Regions from separate parts of the Anser cygnoides genome. Here region 1 is linked to region 2. A link is a contact called in public Hi-C data. All regions are on one chromosome and are shown on one strand. The core of a region is the stretch at or near the end of the contact, and the rest is flanking DNA. Distances in the headings are between cores, read along the strand shown. Region 1 holds the start of TMEM38B (transmembrane protein 38B). Region 2 holds the start of SLC44A1 (solute carrier family 44 member 1).

Region 1 (2,923 bases), core at 267-2,766, 190 kb after region 2:
AGAAAATGAGTCACTGGACAAACAGAGAGGATGAAGCATTGTGAGTAAAGAGAACTTATTCTGTATATATGGTACTCATAAGAAGAAAAACAAAGAAAGGAATGGCTTACTTTTCACAGAGCAGGACTGTTATTTTAGGGATAGTTTAGGTGTTTGCTCTCCTTTCCTGCATAAACATTTCTCTAAAAATGGACCAACAGTCATTCCAGTTATTTGTTGAACTTAGTTCTTAGTAGGGAAAGAACCAGTTTGAGAGCACCAGCTGAACATACATGTTTTCAGATTGCTTAGCTTGATTTCATACAGTGTGTCAATTTTAGAGCCATTAACTCTCCTCTTTAGTAGCTTGTGGAAATCAAATACAAAGACAAAAATGGTGCTTTCCTGTAATTGGAAGAATGTCAAAAGAATCATAAACCACTAAACTTAAGTTGGATTGTCAGAGGAAAAAAAAAAAAAAAAGAGTTAACTCACTTAAAAAAATAAGAAGGCCAATAATCCTTGACATAGGTCTGTGAAGAACAGCTTCACCTCAATGTAATTGCCTTCTATCACAAGTTAGCCAGTCTGGTGGACAACGAAGATGCTGTGTATCTTGAAGGCAGAAGTTTTTGATAACATTTCACTTGGGAAGCTCATGAACAGTTTTGTTGTTGTTTTCATTTTTATACTGTAATGCAAAACTGGTTAGAAATCCACTTTTAGAAAATAAAACAGCTAACAACGGGTTTCACTATCAAAATGAATGCATGTATTAAAAAGGGTTTCTGCTAAGGTGTGACTGGGATCAGGGATATGTCAACACTCTTGGTAATTATTAGGCAGGTGATGATTGATGACATTAACCTGAGAAAGACCACAGGCTGGAGGACAGGACTGTAGTTCTAAGTACTCTTGATGAACTAAACAACAAAAAAGGAGAGAGAAAAAAGGGAAAAAGCAAGGTATCACACTTATACCAGTTAAGTACAGTGACCTGTACCTGTCTGGATCTGTGGTAGGGAATAAGGAGTAGTGTAGAAAAGGCCTTGGGGACTAAAACCCATCACAAGCTGATCGTGGAGCAGAAATACCATGATGCTGTAAAAAAGGCAAAGGAGAGACTTAACAGAGACAGCATTCAAGTTGGCAGAACATGACTATAAAAGAGGAAAGCAATCAGCTTTATACCCCATTCAAAGCTGACAGGATAAGTCAGGACTTCAATATGCACTGAATGAGTGGATTTTTGGGAAACATCTTCTAGCAGAAAGTGCTGAAAAAGAGCATCCAGGGGAGGCACAGACCCTCCTTATACCTGTCGGCACAGGCAGATTTGCCCACCGGGAACGGTGCGGCTGCTGCTGGCCGTGACCTGGCCCCCGAAGGAGAGGCTTTCACCGAGTCCCTCCCGGCTCAGCTCCAAACGTGGCCTGTGCCTGCAGGCGGGCCTGGCAGCGCCCCGCAGGCCTGCGGGGAGAGCCGCGGAGCCCGGCCAGCGGGGAGGGGACAGCGGGGGTAGCCCGGAGGCAGCAGCCAGTTGCAGCCCGGCGCGGGGGCGGGCAGCTCGCCGGGCACCGCCGCGCCTCCCCTCTCGCACGGCGCCGGCAGAGGCCCAGGCTGCCCCGCGGGCGCCATGGAGCTGGGGCAGGTGCCGCTGGCCTTCTCCCGCCTGCCCATGTTCCCCTTCTTCGACATGGCGCACTACGTGGCCTCCGTCATGGCGCTGAAGGAGCAGCGGGGTGAGCGGGGAAGGCTGCCGGGGCCAGGCGGGGCCAGGCCAGGCGAGGCGGAGCCGGAGCCGCCGCGCGAAATGGCGGGGGGCTGCCCGCGGGGACAGGGGTGGGTTGGGCTGGCCTGGAGGGGGACTGAGACACTCCAAGGGTCTGCTTCCCCCCCCCCCCCCCCCTCCATTTTTTCTTCTTTCAGCGTGGAAATAAGGTCTCCTGCGGTCCAGGTGAAGCCACCCGTATGTAAATGTTGGCTGTGTCCAGCCGAGTTCCTCCTGCCTCCTCAGTAGGGGCACAGGGGAAGCCAGCCCGAGCGGCTGCTGAAGACCTTATCACGGTGGAAGGCTTAAAACGTCCCAAAAATAAAAGGGCTGAAACCTCTGAAATCAGGTTTTTGCGTGGAGGGAAGGTGGCAGGCTGGCACCTTGCTGCCAGGCACCATTACAGGGGTGCAAGGAGCAACTCTGGTCGCCTCCTTATATCCCTCTCGAGTCCTGGTTAAGCAGAAAGGTGCTCAGGAAATTATGTCTGGTAGGAAACCTGCCACAGGATTGTAATGGGCTGGGTGTGTTCTAGTTTGTGACTTCACGTTGTACTCATAGCTTGTACAGTTAAGCTAGGAAAGCCTTTCGCTGCCAGTGTTTTGGGAGCTGTATGAGTGCGCACAGTGACACTTCTCTACTTCAATCTCTACTTGCTCTGCCCCAGAAAATCTTTTCCACTGTCTTTGTTAGCCCCAAACCTAGTTCTAGTTGTCATAAGTATGGAGACGAGCATCATTTTGGTGTTTAGAGTAGCTACTTGTGGATTGACTTTGGACAATTGTGGTAACGTTGCATCCCAGCTGGTGACTGTGTAGGAGACTAAACTGGCTTTTGGGATTATAGAGCAGATTTGGGAGTTTCTGCTTGCTTCAGATTTTTAAGGCTCAGCACTCTGTTTGGTGAGAGCTTATTCTTTGGTCACTTCTTAAATGTGCCAAGGTGAATTTTTACTTCCTGCTGAGTAAGTGCACTTGGCAAATTGTAAAGGCTGATACAAAATGTTTATGTATGCTGGCATCTTCAACAGATCTTGTTACTACTACTAAAATTGCTTCTGGTTGCTGACATGAGACATTGTGTAATACAACTCTTCCATTTGAGAAGAGGCTTTCTGTCCAGAGGTATTTGACATTATAATGCACCGCCTTTAAACTTTCTTCTGAAGTGGAC
Region 2 (2,835 bases), core at 188-2,687:
GGATAGAATCTGGCAGAGCGACCGAAAATAATGCCAGGGCGTGTACAAGTGGTAAAAAGATATTTTAGCCCAAGTGTTATAAAGTCCAAAGTGAAAATTGCGAAAGTGATGTTATTTGCCATTGAGGAAGAGCTAAAAAAGACTTATGATTCACAACTCACCCACATGCCAGTTTTAGTTCTATTTTGGAAACCTCTTAAACTAGACTCCTTCTCTAGTCACAAGGCCTCTTTTGCCTCATTCTGCCTGTCAAAGGATCATTTTAAACTGACACCAATATGGTGTTATTCCTACTCATGGATCGCCTATTGTACTGATTGAATTAAACCCGCTGCAAAGATTCAGCAAAACATTTTAAAATTTGGAGTCTCCTAATGTATTCGGGCCACCTTTGGATAAAACTCCTGGGCCACATAAACTTATCTTTTGGGGGGCTGTGAGGTTCCAAGGTGAACGGCGTTTCATTCTGAGGAAAGCTGTTGCCTTTGCCGCCATTAATGACTACAAGGCCTGACCTAGTTCAAAAGCTTTCAGGTGCTTGCTAACCATGTGGTTTACAGCTGTGGTCCAGCCTACACCTGAAGCCTGAATTTATGTGTTATCGATACATCAGACACCGTCCTAATCCGGTTTGCATTGTCTTTATGTGGTTCACATGGTCCTGATGTGGTTCGAAACGTCCTGATGTGGTTCACAATTGTCCTAACATGCTTTGCGTTGCCCTGATGTGGTTCCCGCCACCCTAACGCGGTTCTCATCGCCCTAACGCGTTCCCGAGCCCAACTCTCCACAGCACCACGGGGGCAGGCACTTCAAAACAACCGCCCCCGAAACCCGTGCCGGGGCGGGGGGAAGGCTAAAGCCACTTGCCCACGCCGGGTTCGCAAACACAGGGCAACCAGCTGCCAACGCAGGGGTGAAGCACACGCACACCTCCTGCTGCCGCCGCCGCCACCACCACCACCACCACCACCACCACCACCACCACCAGCACCACCACCACCAGCACCACCACCACCAGCACCACCAGCACCACCAGCACCACCAGCACCCCCGCCGCTCCCCCACCCCCCCCCCCCCCCACCCCCACCCCCACCCCCACCCCCGCCGCTCGGGACCGCCATTTCAGGGGGCTGGCTGCCCCGCCGTGCGGCCACAGGGAGACGGGGCCGGGCGGAGAGGGAGAAACGGGGAGCGGGGAGGGGGGGGAGAGGCGAGGCCTGCGCCCGCTGTTGCCATGGCAACAGGGCAGCCGGGCAGACGAGCCTGCGCCACCGGAAGCCGCCGGCCGCGCGGGAAGCGGAGGCGGTGCTGGCCGCTGGCGCAGGTACCCCCCGCGCTGCGGCGCGCCGGCCCCGGCCCAAGCCCCGCCCTCCCCTCTAAACCCCACCCCCTCCCCACAAGCCACGCCTCCCTCCTCAAGCCCCGCCCCTCAACCGCGGCCGCCGCCGCCGCTGGGGGAGGCTCTGGGGGGGGCGCCGCGGCGGAGCCGGTGCCGTGTCCGCGCTCCGGTGCCCGGCCCCGCGGCTGCGCAGCGCCGCCTCGTCCCCGCCGCCACCGCCACCGCCACCACACACCGCCACACAAACACCACCGCCCCGGGGCGGGCCGTGCCGCCGGGTGGATGCCCAGCGCCTGCCCGCCGCCGCCTGGCGCCTAGCGGGCACCGCCGGGGCGGGGACGCGGGGACGCCATGGGCTGCTGCAGCTCCGCCGCGCAGGTGAGAGCCTCGTCCCCCTGCCCCCTTGTCCCCGTGTTCCCCTTTACCCCGTCCCCCCCCCCCCTTAACGCCATGCCGGCCCCTCGCTCTTCATTTATTTATTCACCCCCCCCCCGCCCTGCCCCTTTCCCGAGGCTCCGCGAGGGACCAGCCCCCCCCCCCCCCGGCCGTGTGCCCTGCCGAGCGCAGTTTCCCCTCGGCGGTGTCGCTTGTGGTCGCCGGATCCGGATCCCCCCCCCCCCCCCCTTCCCAGCTTCGAAGGGGGGGGAAAAGTCCGCCCGCTGTCCCAGATGACTCATCACAGGGATGACTTTTTGCAAGCCAGCCCTTCAGACGGGGGCTTTCTTCCTTTCCTTCTTGTTTGTTTATTTATTTATTTATTTATTTATTTATTTATTTTTAACGAGGGCTCCGTCCTTCCCGTGCAAAACGCTGCAGAGAGCTGTCCGGTGGACGTCCTTCCCGCACGGCAGCGCTGCAAAAGGCAGGCAATGAGCCTGTTGGGGGGTGGGGGGGGATAGGGATAAAAGGGGTCCGAGTTGCAGAGGGATTTCGTTCCCCCCAAATGCGAGGAGGGGATTTGGGAACTGTCAGGCCACTGCAGCAGCAGGCTGCCGGGGGGAGCCCGTGGGGTCGGTGCCGCGGAGGTCTGCTGGAAGCACGGCAGCAAACAGCTGTCAGGAGCGCCGCAAGTGAAGCCGGTGCAGACTTGGAGCACCGCGAGCGAGTTTGATGTTTGCAAGCGATGTTTTGAAGTCCTTTCCGACCTTGTTTTCCGCGATTTCCCACCCAGATTGCTTTTCGTGAGTGTTTAATAGGCCCGTTCTGGGTGTTCTTCGTCAATCCGAATTGCCGTGCCCTGTTCCGTTCTGCTCTTAAAGGAAAAAGCAGGCTTGTTTGTGGGCGACGCTACACCAAAAGCAGGAAAAATAGAGGATTAGATGTTTTCAGTGTCAGTCCTGTTCAGAGGTTTCATGTAACTGATCTTGTTTTCCAGTGAAATTTGCGCTCCCCTGCCAGATCTCGTGATGTTAATAGTATGCTGCCGAACCTTTCATTTGCTTTCCCTGTGTGTGGCGAGATGTGGTACAGTAATTCACCTCAGCACCCCGTAT

What was found. Hi-C and Micro-C count contacts between places; a contact is called where the count stands out from the background.
Region 1: a Hi-C map of liver shows a contact between it and region 2, with 2.0 times the contacts expected there. The contact joins the promoter of TMEM38B here to the promoter of SLC44A1 in region 2. A contact is called at or near these places in 2 of 7 Hi-C or Micro-C datasets (granulosa cells and liver).

Annotation. Positions count from the first base shown.
Region 1 is chrZ:33,501,138-33,504,060 of Taihu_goose_T2T_genome, forward strand. It overlaps TMEM38B (transmembrane protein 38B), which reads left to right and starts at 1,517. Exons shown (of 6, transcript XM_048051491.2): 1 at 1,517-1,721. The coding sequence starts at 1,616.
Region 2 is chrZ:33,312,769-33,315,603 of Taihu_goose_T2T_genome, forward strand. SLC44A1 (solute carrier family 44 member 1) reads left to right here and starts at 1,438. Exons shown (of 16, transcript XM_066987878.1): 1 at 1,438-1,720. The coding sequence starts at 1,694.